Regions from separate parts of the Sus scrofa genome. Here all the other regions are linked to region 2. The links are chromatin contacts, called in public promoter capture Hi-C maps. All regions are on one chromosome and are shown on one strand. The core of a region is the stretch at or near the end of the contact, and the rest is flanking DNA. Distances in the headings are between cores, read along the strand shown.

Region 1 (4,927 bases), core at 1,255-3,754, 440 kb after region 2:
ATCAAAGAGCAGTAGATCAGGGCCCACCCATTCCAAAAGTGGAGGACAACCAATCACAACATTCCTGCCTGACCCAGAACAGTCCCATGTAAGTGATTTAAATCACCTCTCTGGCACATTCCTCATTTGGGGGAATGCCTGCATCCTTACTTCTCCTTTGGGGTGTATTACTGCTTTACTTCTGCCTTAGATAAAATAGACTAATTCTATTATCCTGTTGTCACTGCCACTCTGCCCCCTGGAGTTGCTTTAACTCCTGTCAGCGTCCTAGCCTGACTATCTAGTTAGGCTGCTCATCAATTCTCAGAGCGCCTGTAATCCTTCCATCAAATTCCTTTTTGTTTAAATCTGGTGGAGAAGTTTTCTGCTACTTTGTAACCAAAGGACTCACAGTCCCCCCTCCCCCCTTATTTAGCTTGCTGCTCATAATATTAGACTAAAATGGGGGAAAAGTCTATTTAATTACATCTGAAGCCCTACATTGATCATACAGTGAAACACATTCTAAGAGCTCAAAAATTTTTTTTAATTTTTAAAAAAAATTTTTTTTTATTTTCCCACTGTATCAAAATTTTTTTATTGAACAAATAACTAGTTTTCCAAAGCATAGTTTTTGTGAAGCATTGTTTTAAACTATTTTCTTAACAAAGAAAGACCATAGCAATGATACCCAAGAGAGAAATAGTACCTGAAATCTATTTCCTCCTCTAGTGAAAGGATATATTGGAAAACATGCTTGGATTGAGTTCGTATGACTATCTAACAAATTACGGAGTCTTTTATTTCAGAGAAATAAAAGGCTTTCTTAATTTTAAAAAACTTATACTTTAAATCAATTTTAAGAAGTCATTTAGGAAAAAATTGCCCTCTCCGAATTAGACATTTTAGTAGACATTTAACATATCTTATTTAATCCTCTATATCTATGCATCAGCAATATTTATTGAGCCCCTAATACGGGACAGGCATTGTGTTAGCTTGTTATAAATACAATGATGAACAAGACAGACCCAGTGTGGGCAGTAAGAAACATTTCCATAGTCACACGGACAGTGAGTTGATGACATATTTTGTGTTTTTGTGTGTGTATGAATACAATTATAGTCTTTGCTTTTCTCTTTTTAATAAATAGCTTCTGTGCATTCTAAACAAACAGATAATCTAATGATTATAGATGGGGCTTACATTTTTAAGTACATTAAGTTTAGTGACAGATATTTTATGAATCTTAACAGTGTTATGTTTATTGCTACCAAGTCATTGTAAATATTTTGGTTTCACCCAGACATTTGATCTTCTGGTACAAAATAATACCGAATGAAAAATATAAAATTGCTTATGAAAAATTCTAGAGGATGACATTGCACCTAATGTTTGTAGTCAACTGTTTGTCACTCTCCCTGTGCCTATCTTGGTGTCCAGGACAAATAGACAAGTGGAACTGAGTGTTCAAATATCAAAACCATTGGAATGAAGCACTGGACACCAGGTGGGCCTCAAGGGACTGGGTGAAGGAGGAAGAGACCCAGAAAACCTCTGGGTCTGAAAGTGGAAAAATTGCTGAACATTTGATTTGACACTAATGAGAATGCTAAGGACATCTCAAAATAGATCAGGGCACTATTTCTAACCTAACTGTAGAAGAACACACCTGAAAGAGAGAAACTTCCATCTTTGTAGTAGTTTAACACTTGAGGTTCTTCTAAACACAGTTTACTCCAATTTAGTTTCATTTCACTGTTATGTGGTTGCATAACTCTACATTGAACCAAGTTTTTCAATTCAAAAGTCGAATATGTATTATTTTTACCTATCGAAACTATTCACTTTGCTTAGGTTTCTAAGCATGTTTACACAGGAACGACAAGAATGACCCGCAAGAGTGGGCCAGTACCCGGAATTTAATGGTGGTATTCTAGGGTTGTTGTCTGTTTGCAGTTTTGATGCTGTATTAGCTGCAACCAAATATTCTTATTTCTCAGGTTCAGGGCTTCTGTCCATCCCTGGGGATCCCCTTTCATCTAAGATTACTGGATAGCTGTTTTCAACAGCACCATGAAGTTTATTATCCGAAGGAGGGCCACTATATAGGTCCTGAAAAAGGGACCACTAGTAATAGGGACGATTTGAACTTCACAAGTTTGTTGGGTCTGGGGAAGGAAGCAGAGGGCCAGAGCCCACGGCCACACCAATTTGGGGACTGGGCGTCTCTTCCTACATGTCGCTCTTCCGCCCTGGGAGGGAGTCGGGGGAGCAGGCAAGCTGGGTCCCCGGGTCTTGTTAGTCGCAGGAGGGACCGCAGCTGAGCCCGCAGGCATTCCCAGTGACCCAGCGGCCGGCACTGCAGGTGCCAGAGAGCAGAAAGACGGCGGCCCAGAGAAGGGGACTTCCGGGGAGAGAGGGTGCGCGCCAGCTCGCCCTCCAGAGCAGGAAGGGGGTGGGAGGCGTGCGCGCCTCCGCGGCGGCGGCGATGGGTGCGGGGCGTGCGTGCGCGCTGGCTCGCCAGAGGCGGGAGGGGGCGGAGTCGCTTCGCGGTCTGAGCCCGCGCGGGATCGCGGAGGTGCGTCTCCAGGCTGACGCTGTCGCCTAGCGCGGAGCCAGCTGGACGCGCCACCCGCAGGGCTGACTGCTGCCTTTATTTACTAGGAAACACTGTTTCCCCGCAGGAGACTCCAGGAGCGCGCGCGCGCGCACACACACACACACGCTCGCACACACATCATACACGCTCACGAACACACACACACACACACACGCGCGCGCGCGCGCGCAAGCTAGCGCGTTGGTTCTTCACAACTGCATCCCCAAACCGGCAGAGCGAAGCTACTGCGGTTTTTCTTAACCTCAGCCGCGTGGGGCGAAGCAGGGCCATTGACATCTGGGAGAGCCCGGTGCCTGCGCTGCCACCTCGGGTACGTAACCCAGCAGACTGCTCACTCCATCGGGTAAGCCAGTATCTCTTCTCGTAACCTGTTCGGGGTTGGTGCCTGTAGACCGGAGGGAGGCTGCTGGTGAGCCAATGGGGTAGAAACCGGAGTTGAAATTCAGGGGCATGCAGCCCTTGCTGCCTCTAGCTGGTATCGTCTAGCGGGAGCAATGATTACTCCCGGTTACTTATTCTACTCAATCCTGGAGTTGTTCCCCCTTTCTCCCCTTTCTCGTAGCCCAAGATGTACTTTCCACCTTGGTTGCCAAGGAGACTTGCTTAAACATCAGCCTTGGGGCGTCTATTGAAAGAATTGGTTTCTTAAATGATTCTGTTATTTATTTTGATTTTTAAAACGGAAATATACATTGAGGACCATGTGATTTGACATTTGTTAATCTGTATTCAGGCAACGGTTTCATTCAACTTCAAGGAAAACGGTAATTGCACTGTATGGAGTGCTTTAAAAAGGATTCGTCAGATGAATTTTTCAACGGATTGTGTCTTGAATCATAAATTACTCCCATTTCGGTGATCTTATAAAGAAAGCTGACTCCAGTTAAACTCTCTTCCCTTCTCTTTCCAGTTATTTTGCAGTTCACTCAGGCATGACTGTCTTAACATTAAAAGCAGAAGATGAATTAATTGTGGTTCCCCACAAAAGGATGATATTCTGTTGTATAATGACCATAACAGGAATACTTATGTGAATTCTTAATGAAAGGAGAGAGTATTCATAACATACATCTTTGCTAACATTTCTATAGCCACTGCACCACTATTTAAGTTTTCTGCCCCTCTGTCCATTTCTGAGAAGATTCTGTTTTCTTTCAGTGTCTTACGATGTTTGACATATATCTATAGATGTAGATATAAAATGTTTGCCATAGCTTAACACACCAGATTCTAAGCTTTAAGAGCTTATATTAGCATGTGGAGAGGAAGGAAGCCAAGAAAGCTTTATAGATCCTGCTGGGCTTTTCTGATAGATTGAATCCTTTATTGGAGCACTGGGAGAGGCCCAGTGAGGAGGTTGGTTCTCCTGTCTCACAGGAACCCCTAATCACTGGGGCCTCAAGTCCTCAGGTGCCTAAATGGGTGAACTTATAACATAGCTCTTGGAGAGAGCAGCAGCCCAGTAATTAACATTTTGCACCAATTTCATACTTTCATTACAAATAGAAATGATCTAGTAAAGATACTGGCATTGAACAATACATTTTGTTTTCTTTTGATCTTTGTTCATCTTTGCTACCTCTTATTATGTGAGGCCAGGAAATATATAATTTTTTTTTTTAATTTAGATTTTAAGCTGTGTCATACAGAGTGGAATAACATGAGGAAGAAGGGAGGCAATGATAACTGAGGTGGGTAGAGGGGATTTATACAGCCAGTAAGGGGCCTGGGAATGAACATTTTACATCCCAGTTTACAAAGTACTTTCTGTACACTTCTTTATTAATCCCATAACAACCTTCTTAGGTCAAGGAGTTTTCTTCCATTTAGAGCCTGAGGGACCTACACTCAGAGCTTGCTGAAGGTCACAGAGCTAGTGAATGGGAAAGCCCGTGTTGGATCCAGGCTCATTGCCTTTAAAGAAAATCCTCTGGAGTTCTTTTGTGGTGCAGGGGTTTAAGGATACAGCGTTGTCACTGTAGTGGTCGCTGCAGTATTGCAGGTTTGATCCCCGACTTGGGAATTTCCACATGGTGAGGGTGCGGCCAAAAAAACAAAAACAAAAAATCTTGTGTTTGTATTTTCAATGTGTGCAGGAGTCTGACAGGTAAGGTGAAGGACTGGAACAGGCCCAGAGGGAGAAACGTGGGAGAGAGGGGTAGTAGACTGTGGCCTCTAGAACTTGCAAATCATTGTAAAGGGGGCAGCTCCTACTTGCCTATTGGTAGTTATTGCCACCCTGGCTTTAAAAGCTTTTTGTTTTTTTCCCCCAAAGAAACTTCCAGATTTTTAAATTAGGAATGTGCTTAATTTAAAAAAACTGTA
Region 2 (4,379 bases), core at 1,327-3,826:
GCTATAGTTTTTCCTTTCCTAGGAGTTTTATAGTTGCATTTTACATTTAAGTCTGTGATCCATTTTCAGTTAATTTTAATAAAGACTATAAGGTCTATATCGAGATTCTTTTTTCTTTGCATGTGAATGCCTAGTTCTTCCAGTACTATTTGTAAAAAGACTATTTTTACTCCATTGCATTGCATTTTGTTTTTTTGCAAAAATTAGTGGGTTTATTCTTGGGCTCTGTATTCTGATTCCTTGATCTACCTGTCTACTCTTTTACCAATACCACACTATCTTGATTACTCTAGCTTTGCAGTAAGTTTTAAATTTAAACAGTGTCAGTCCTTCAATTTTATTCTTCTCTTTCAATATTGTGTTGAATATTCTGGTTTTTTTGCCTCTCCACATAAACTTGAAAAACAGCTTGTTGATATCCACAAAACAACTTGCTGGGATTTTAATTGGAATTGCACTGAATCTGCAGATCAAGTTGGGAAGAACTGACATCTTGACAATATTGGGCATTCTTATCCAAAAACATGAACTATCCACTTATTTAGTTCTCTGATTTCATTTATTAGAGTCTGCAGTTTTCCTCATGTAGATCTTACATATATATTGTTAGATTTATACCTAAGTATGTCATTTTGGGGATTGCTAAGGAGAAAGGTGTGCTTTCAGTTCCAAGTTCCACTTGTTCATTGCTGGTATAATCTTAATTTTAATTAATTTAAATTTAAATAACTTCATCTGTCTAGTAGCTATCACTTTATACAGCACAAACATAAACTACAAAGTATAATCATGAATTATTCTTTTTTAGGAATTATTCCCTTTTTTGGAATAAATATAAATGTTATTCCTATTATTGAAGTGTAATGTTGCACCAAAACATTTACCTTGACTTATTCATTTAACATTTATGGACTATATTAGGCACTACATACCAGCTGCCATACTAAATGATAAATCATGCCATTTAGGAGCTCATTGAGGAACTCAGACTAAAGACTACAGTACAATTTTGCTTGCTACTAGAGACACCTGAATAGAGAATTCAGGGAACATAGCATGTAGAATAATCACAGGAATTTTAAAAGTCTCATTTAAGATTTTTATTTAAGCTTGGACACCGTGGAAAAATAAACTTAAAAATAAATGCAGGTAGGGGAGAGTGAGGAAGAGGACAAGCATTCCAGAAAAGACATGAAGTCCTGAAAGGACTCGGTGTTTCTAGGACACCGTAAGCTACTCCATATGTGGCGTGCAGCTGCAGAGGATGCTGATGAAAAGAAGACTTCATTCCATCATAAGAGTCTTACATGGTAAGCAAGAAGTTTGGATGTCAAGTAGTCACATAGCACATTATATTTCCCTTATCAAATATTTTTTAAAAATCTGCTTCAGCAGGTGTACAAGTTGTTTATAGCAAGACCATGTCTGCTTTATCCACCACTGTACTCCACGGCATCTGATAATCAGTAAGTATATATTATATGCATGAATGCTTCTGCTTGTTTTGAGGCTTGATGTCCGTTGGGATCATATCACCTACTCTATTCCAAGTTATCTCTTTAACTTCTGGTGTTCTACCTCTCAGTTTGCGATGACATAGCCCAATAGCTTGCCTGTTTGGTGGTAGTACTTAGTAACAGGTTCTATTACTGTGTTTTCTTGCATTTTAAATGAAGCTGGGAACTTTACTGGACAAGAATATTTGTGGCATTGGCTTTGAGTTACCAGAATGAGATACCGAGATGGGAAAGTAACTGAAATAACCATGTTCACTTATTCTATAGGGCTTATTTAAAAGGAATATGTATGTATAATATATACACTTTTTAAGTGAAGAGGGAGGTATAAAAGTAAAAGGGATCAAGAAAAGTACACCAGAGTAAATTATCTACTTTTTACTGATTTCAATGTAGGGAAAAGCAAAACAAATGTGCTTTTCTTTTCTTCCGTTCCATCCACAGCCCTTTACATTTATTACCTTATGTTTATATTCTTCATTATTTGCTGGAGCTAATATTCTCCTTAAGAGGAAAAGGAAAGGCTCTAGGATACATGAAAACAATCCTCAGCATTTATGGTACCCCAATTATTCATATTTGTGCAAAAAGAAAAGTAATTACCTAAAAGGTGCAAAGCTTTGAGCCCAAGTAAAAACTATCTTAATTCCCTATACAAATGGGACTGCCCTGCATTAATTAACAGCTAGAGGGGAAGATAACTGAAGGCCCTGGCACATCTCCGCGCCTCTTCCCCAGATAAAAACCAAAAGGAGGGCAGAAAAAAAGAAAAGTGGTTAATTTGATTATCACTGCGCCAAAACATTAGGGATAATGCAAACAAATACCTAAATTAAACGTTACTAACTTGGCTTTCCTGCATCACATCCGCAGCCAAACACCTTGCAACCTGGCTCTCAAGCAGCTCTCGCCCGGCTCCCACAGCTTAGAACAAACCTCCCGCGCGGGTGGGCGGGGCTGCGGCTCTTCCGGCCACGCCCCCGGCGGCTCCGGCCGCGCGCGTTCCGTAGCTGCGTCGGGGAGGAGTTTCTTGTCCCTCCGCGCGGCCCGTTCTGCCTCAGCTCCTGAGACCTTTGGGCTGACGTGTCTGCAGTTTGTCGGCAGCTCGGCGAGTAGGGCCGAGATGGCGGACGCCTGGGAAGAGATCAGGCGGTTGGCGGCTGACTTCCAAAGGGCGCAGTTCGCAGAGGCCACACAGAGGTGCCTGACCCTCCCTCTCCATTTTGGAGGCCCAAATAGCCCCTGGGCGGCCAAACCAAGACCGGAGGCCGCAAACCCTGGGCCCTGGACCCTCCCATCTCCTGTCAGGGTTCCCGCCTCCCCCTTCCTCCCTCAACATGGATTGCGTTTCCAAGTATAGTTCCGGGCAGGAAGGCCGAAATCTACTCCCGGGAACTAACCCCAGCCCCCTCCTGGAGCCGAGCCCCAGCCAGGTGTTGAGGCGCTGCCCGCTTCCACCCCTGGCCAGGGCTGGTAACTTGGAGCTGTCTTAATAGTGCCCCTCTGATGTTTACTTGACCATCAGCAAGTCCCTGTGGCATCATTGCCTGTTATACGTTTCCTGACCCAGAAAGAGCTTGAAAGCAGAGATTAACCCCACAAACAGTCCTTTGTAAATACTGTGTTGACTCTTTAAATATTATGCCTTTTTGTTCACTAGAACAAATGTGCTAGGCCAGAGCCACTGTCCCATCTGTCATTTTTAGGGACTCCAGACACTGACATTTACTACCAACCTGCTAGCTTGTGGGGATTGTGTCTTAAAAAGCACACTGACTCTGCTTTTTACCATTACAGAGCATATGAAATGCTAGTAGAACCCTTTTTATCTGTTGACTGTTTCTTGCCTTGTTCCTTCTGATGCTGAAGACCTTAATCTCTTGATGCTGTGTGTTCGGTAGTACAGTGAGCAGCTAGGACACTTACTTAAGTGCTTGCAGTTGTGGTTGTGGTCTTCCTAGGCAGGTCTTCTGCCTACAGATCAGTTGTAAGAGTGAGGTAATTATGCATTTAATTTAAAACAAAATTTTGTTTTTAACTGAAACTAAAGTGAAAATTGAAGTAAAAGTAGGGCAGGTTTTTTCCATACCTGAATTACGTGTCCTCACTTTACCGTTCGTATTTAAAGAGTAGAAGCAGGCCTAGGAAAGAGCAAACTTGAAATCTGTAATAGAAAGATTTGTAACAGTTAAGTAAGTGATTAAGTGCATATAAACCTGTTTATGTTATTTTTTAAAATAAGAGAAACAGATTTTACAATATAAAACTTAATGCCTTTTTATGCAGGCCTTTTCAAAAGCCCATTTTTTCATACATTCTCTTAATTTTATTGAGCACTAAATCTATCAAATGCATTTTTAAAACTTTTATTTCCCTCAGGTTGTCAGAGCGGAACTGCATTGAGATTGTAAATAAATTGATTGCTCAGAAGCAGCTAGAAGTAGTTCACACACTTGATGGGAAAGAATATATTACTCCAGCCCAAATTAGTAAAGAAATGAGAGATGAGCTACATGTTCGAGGTGGTAAGTAATTCCTTAGTTTTTTTTTTTTCTTTTGGTTGTTTGCAGAGGGGGAAAAAATCCTTTAAATCATAAATGATTTGGAGATTATAGAACACCCTTCTCAATTGTTAATGTGATCAGCCTTATTATTTTTAATAGGTTTGGGTAAACATGATCATGTAATTTAAATAAAATCAAATATTGTCACTTTACAAAATAGCATGTATTATTTTGAGTTGTGTTCTATATGTGAATTAATCAGTTTCTTTTCACAGTTCATGAATTTACTGCATAACATAGCTGCCTGTTACCAGGTGATAATTATGAAGGAGGAACAGAGATTTTGAATTAGAGATTG
Region 3 (4,556 bases), core at 321-2,820, 410 kb after region 2:
CTTCATCCTTCAATCTCAATTCCAATAGGTCCCTCTGATATATTCACAGCGCCTATATTTCTCCTTCACAGACTTATCAGTAATTATGTACCTATGGCTGCTCATCAGTTTAATGCCTGTGTCCATCACAAAACCTTAAGTACCATGAAAGCAAGGACTGGAGCTGTTTTGTTCATCACCATACACAAAGCACTTGTGCCTGCCGTTTACATAAAGGTTCTCATTCCCAATATGTTCTGTGATCTCCTATTTTTACAGTCTATCAGAATATGTTCTTTAAAAACAAAATTAAAAAACCAACACAATATTAAAGGAACCACTAAGGATAGAACATACCTCAGTACACTGAAGGGTGAGAAAATAGTATTAAAGCTCATCTTTGGTCATTCAGATGATAACCCCTAGAAGTACCTTACTTACCAAATGCTACAAATTCTGAAATAATAACAAATAATCCACAGAACTGCTTTCAATCCATACTTTCACAAGACTTTTTAACTTTAATAAATATCCAATAACATGTGTGTCTTGCTACGATTGCTGTGCTTCAGTTTTGCCAATGCTCTGCATTCTGGTCACAAGCACACTGACAATTACGCTTAGATATTATATACTCACTCACTTCTATTTGCCACACTTCTCATGGTTATTTTCCTGGAGCCCCAAAGAGTTAAATTATAAACTTAACTTTATTAAAACACACATTACCTGCACAGAAGACACGGGATCTGTGGAATCAACATACACATCTTTTAGTAGTGACAACAGTTTGTCATCTTTTCTAGCAATTTCTCCCTTAATTTCTGGATGGCCTAAGAGGGGGAAAAAAAATCACAATATTAATGCCAAAGAAAGTTTTATCTAAGATCCTAAACACTTAGCACAAGACAGTCACCTTTAATTTTGCTTAATTAGCAATCATTCGGACAGTACGGAACATGTTTTAAAGATAAATCAAAGTGCTAGGTCGAGCTCGGTGTCCATCGTTCTGTGAAGACATCTAGAGAAAAGTTCCCTTGCACACAATCCCTTCTGATTTTGATTCCTTGTATCGAGACAGTAAGTATTAAAGACAAAAGCTGGCGAGAACGGGGTCAGCGGCGGGGACAAGTCAAAACCTCTAGGACACGAAGAAGGTGGAGCCGCGGACTCCTTCACGAGCGCAAGGAGCCTGTCTCAATGTCACCGGCCTGGCGGCTCCACTTTTCCGCGCTCGGCTGACCCGAGTGACTGCGAATAAAGCAGGCTCCCCAGTCCGCTGGACCGAGGTCCGGCTGCGTTCAGCCAGCACAGGGAGCCCCCGAGCCGCAGCCCGACGCGCCCATGCACCACTTACTGTTTATCTGCTCTCGCAGGAGGGTCTTGGTGGAGGGGTGCCTGGGAGCAGGGGAAGGTTTCAACTTGCTGATTTCCCGTTCCGCCCGGTTCTCTAGGTTGAAATTCCGGACTGCACGAGTCACTGCAGCCCCCATTTCTTCACAACATAATGCCCTTAAGTTCAAAACACACGTGGTTGAACACCGGCACCGGCGACCTCCGGGACGGACCGAGCATGCGCACGTCGGGGGGGGGGGGGAGTCCGCTCGGTCTTGCGCCGGAAAACCGGAGCTAAATGCGCGCGGTTCGCCCCCTCGCGGTCGGGAGGGCACAGACCGCGTCTCCACCCAGAGTAAAACAAAGAGAGCGCCTCTCTACGGGGTGGGGGATGTGCTCCAATCTGCGGCTGCCTCCCGCGAGATGGGGCGGGACTTCAGGCTCCGACCACCTTGGCGCTCACCTTTGGAACCTGGCGCAGTCGGGCGGGAAGTTTTAAAACAATTTCTTGCTGGGCGTGACGCCAGAGTTTCCGTTTAATTCCGCCTGAATGAGGACAGGCATTGGTCCATGCTTCCTCTGCTAATCGAAAGTTGCAGGCTGAGAATCAATCTGAGGAAATTGACTTTGAAGTCCTTTCACTGGTCAGTACAGCCAGAGAGGACTCCATTAAAAATGAACTCATTGCGCCAAGAAGGTTCTGAAATGGTCCTTTACTACTTTTGTGAAAGGAAAATGATGAAAGTTTATTTTCGATGAATATTTTTTCTGTTACTCTTTTATTTAAATACCCCCTCATATTCTTGTCCCCTTGCCCAATGCGTTTGAGTCTGAGCCCTGTTTGCTTTTACAGTAATCTTTTTTGCATTCACGTCCTCATAATTCTCTTGACCTAATTATATCGATTTCCGTTTAGCTGCCCCTTCCTTTTGTGTATTTTTGATGTCACTTTGTGTTATGTCTCCATACTATTAAGTGCTGGGTCACCGCGTCATTCCTTAGTCTATATCTCATTGTGCCTTCCTCATTTTTTTTTTAAGCCAGGGAGACCTTGTATCTTAAAGGAACAGCCAATAGAAAAGGAAAAACGAGTCCTGTTTACATATTTTCTTTTCCTCGCTTTCTCATTCCCTCTCTCCCTCTTCTGCCTCCTGTTTTTCAAATGGACTACTGTGTTGCTGCTTTTACTTAAGATTCTTTAGAAATATTGTCATTAATCCATAATCAAAGTACCCACTAGGAAGTAGCAGAGTTTCCAAAGTTACAGTATTTTTCACAAACTCTGGCTGCAAGGTCTGTTTCTAGTGTTCTCAGCTCTTTTTAGTGAAATGAAGTATAAAAGCAATGAAATAATTGATGTAAAGATAATTGAATCAAAGTAATTTTTTGGAAAGAATCTCAAAGAAGGGGGCAGTTTTATTTAAAGAAAACATATAATTATTACACATGATAATCATAGCAAAAGTTCTATAAGGACCATAGCTCTCGCCATTGATTATCATGAAATGTTTTTACTGGAATTGGTATTTAGAATTTATAGAAGCCAAAACCAATGTTCTCTGGTAGAGTTAGTTGGGAAGTTATCCTGAAGGTGGCAGGCTGCTCCAAGATTTCCATCTTTGAGACATCTTTGAGCCTGTAACTTAAGGCTTTATAGACCAGGTATTCATATTTTTGTGGCTGCCAAGAAATTTTCATCTGCCTCATGTATCCATGCATTTTACAATTATGGTGGCAATTACATTCACTATTAAAATATTTTCAAAGTGAAAAATTCACTTTCATGGAAATTCCGTATTTCTGGCAGCATGAAAAAGTACTGTTAGGCAGAAGTTACAGCAAGTGTAGGGGGCTGTGGGAAATATCATGTGAAAGAATTCTTTGAATTCCCACATTTGGGTAGAGTTTGGATTCAGCATCTAAGAAGCGTCTAACTTGGGCCAGTTGCTTTGCCTAGTCCTGGCCAGGTGCTACTCAAGTCTTCAAAGGGCAGACCAGAAAGCAGAGGTGCTTCACCAGAAATGCACCATTGACTGTCACTCCTTGGGAATCATCCCTGGAAATAAAATCTATCTCATAAATGCATAATTCCAGCTCTTCTTGTCAAACATGCAAATTATCAGGAAATCTGAACTCGGAACTTTCCCTAGGTTTATGTTAGGGATAAAGTGAGGTCCCCAAGGAAAGAGTATCTAGGATGCTACTCAGAATTAAGCATCTCTCTGAGTTCCTGTTGTGCCTGAGTGGGTTAAGAACCTGGTATAGTACCTGTGAGGATGCGGGTTTGATCCCTGGCCTCACTCAGTAAGTAAAGGCATTGCTGCAAGCTGCAGTGTAGGTCTCAGATACAGCTTGGATCTGGCATTGCTTTGGCTGTGGCATGGGCCAGCAGCTGCAGCTCCAATTCAACCCCTAGCCTGGGAACTTTCATATGCTGCTAGTGTGGCCATTAAAAAAAAAAAAAAGAATTAAGCATCTCTCTGGGTGGAGTGTTATGATGGGTATATATTGCTGAATATCTTAAGGTACCAGTGAAATAACCCAGGATCTTGCCAAGAAATACAATGTAAATTCTATAAGTATAGGTATTATTGTCTGTTTTGTTCACTGCTGTATTCATCACATTGAACAGTGCCTGGTACACAGCAGGTAGGTACTAAACAAATGTTAGGTGAATATTAAATGAACCACAAGCTGAGTAGGACTGATGAGTCCAGGCCCTAGACAGGCTCTCTGCCTGAACACCAGCCCCTCTGCCAGAAGTGAGTCCTTGTGAAATTCACTCTAGTTGAGCCCCCTTCATCTTAATCTTAGATGATAGTATTTATCTAATGAGTTTCACACACTTTAAACTTTTAAAGCATCTAATATAGTGCCTAACTCAGAATATGATGTTCAGTATTTGCATTGCTTTCCATTTTCCAGAGGAACAGAGAGAAGTTTGAAAAAGGACCAGCTATTCTGATGCCCCAGTCTACAGGTGAGTGAAAAGGACAAAATAACTAAATATCTGAAAGTAAAGTAAGATTCAGGTTCTTCAAGAATTTAATTTAAAGGAGTTCCTGCTATGGCGCAGAAGGTTAAAAATCTGACTGCAGCAGCTCAGGTCACTGCAGAGGCACGGGTTCAATCCCTGGCCCAGGAACTTTCATATGCCACCGGTGTGGCTGTGAAGATTTTCTCAATTAAAAAAAAGAAAAAGAAGGAGTTCCTGTTGTGGCTCAGTGGTTAACAAATCTGAC

What was found. Promoter capture Hi-C pulls out the DNA fragments that hold promoters and counts their contacts.
Region 1: a contact with region 2 is called in a promoter capture Hi-C map of liver, with 6 times the contacts expected there. The contact joins the promoter of KLHL32 here to the promoter of UFL1 in region 2. A contact is called at or near these places in 1 of 5 promoter capture datasets (liver) and 1 of 2 datasets of contacts at active chromatin or transcription factors (skeletal muscle).
Region 3: a promoter capture Hi-C map of liver shows a contact between it and region 2, with 8 times the contacts expected there. The contact joins the promoter of NDUFAF4 here to the promoter of UFL1 in region 2. A contact is called at or near these places in 1 of 5 promoter capture datasets (liver), 1 of 47 Hi-C or Micro-C datasets (liver) and 1 of 2 datasets of contacts at active chromatin or transcription factors (alveolar macrophages).

Annotation. Positions count from the first base shown.
Region 1 is chr1:64,076,165-64,081,091 of Sscrofa11.1, forward strand. KLHL32 (kelch-like protein 32) reads left to right here and starts at 2,505. Exons shown (of 10, transcript XM_003480291.3): 1 at 2,505-2,912.
Region 2 is chr1:63,636,013-63,640,391 of Sscrofa11.1, forward strand. UFL1 (UFM1 specific ligase 1) reads left to right here and starts at 2,577. Exons shown (of 19, transcript NM_001243440.1): 1 at 2,577-2,717; 2 at 3,897-4,042. The coding sequence starts at 2,641. It overlaps LOC110260380 (a long non-coding RNA gene), which reads right to left and starts at 2,494. Exons shown (of 3, transcript XR_002343615.1): 1 at 2,365-2,494.
Region 3 is chr1:64,043,254-64,047,809 of Sscrofa11.1, forward strand. It overlaps NDUFAF4 (NADH dehydrogenase [ubiquinone] 1 alpha subcomplex assembly factor 4), which reads right to left and starts at 1,571. Exons shown (of 3, transcript XM_001925477.5): 1 at 1,337-1,571; 2 at 709-812. The coding sequence starts at 1,472.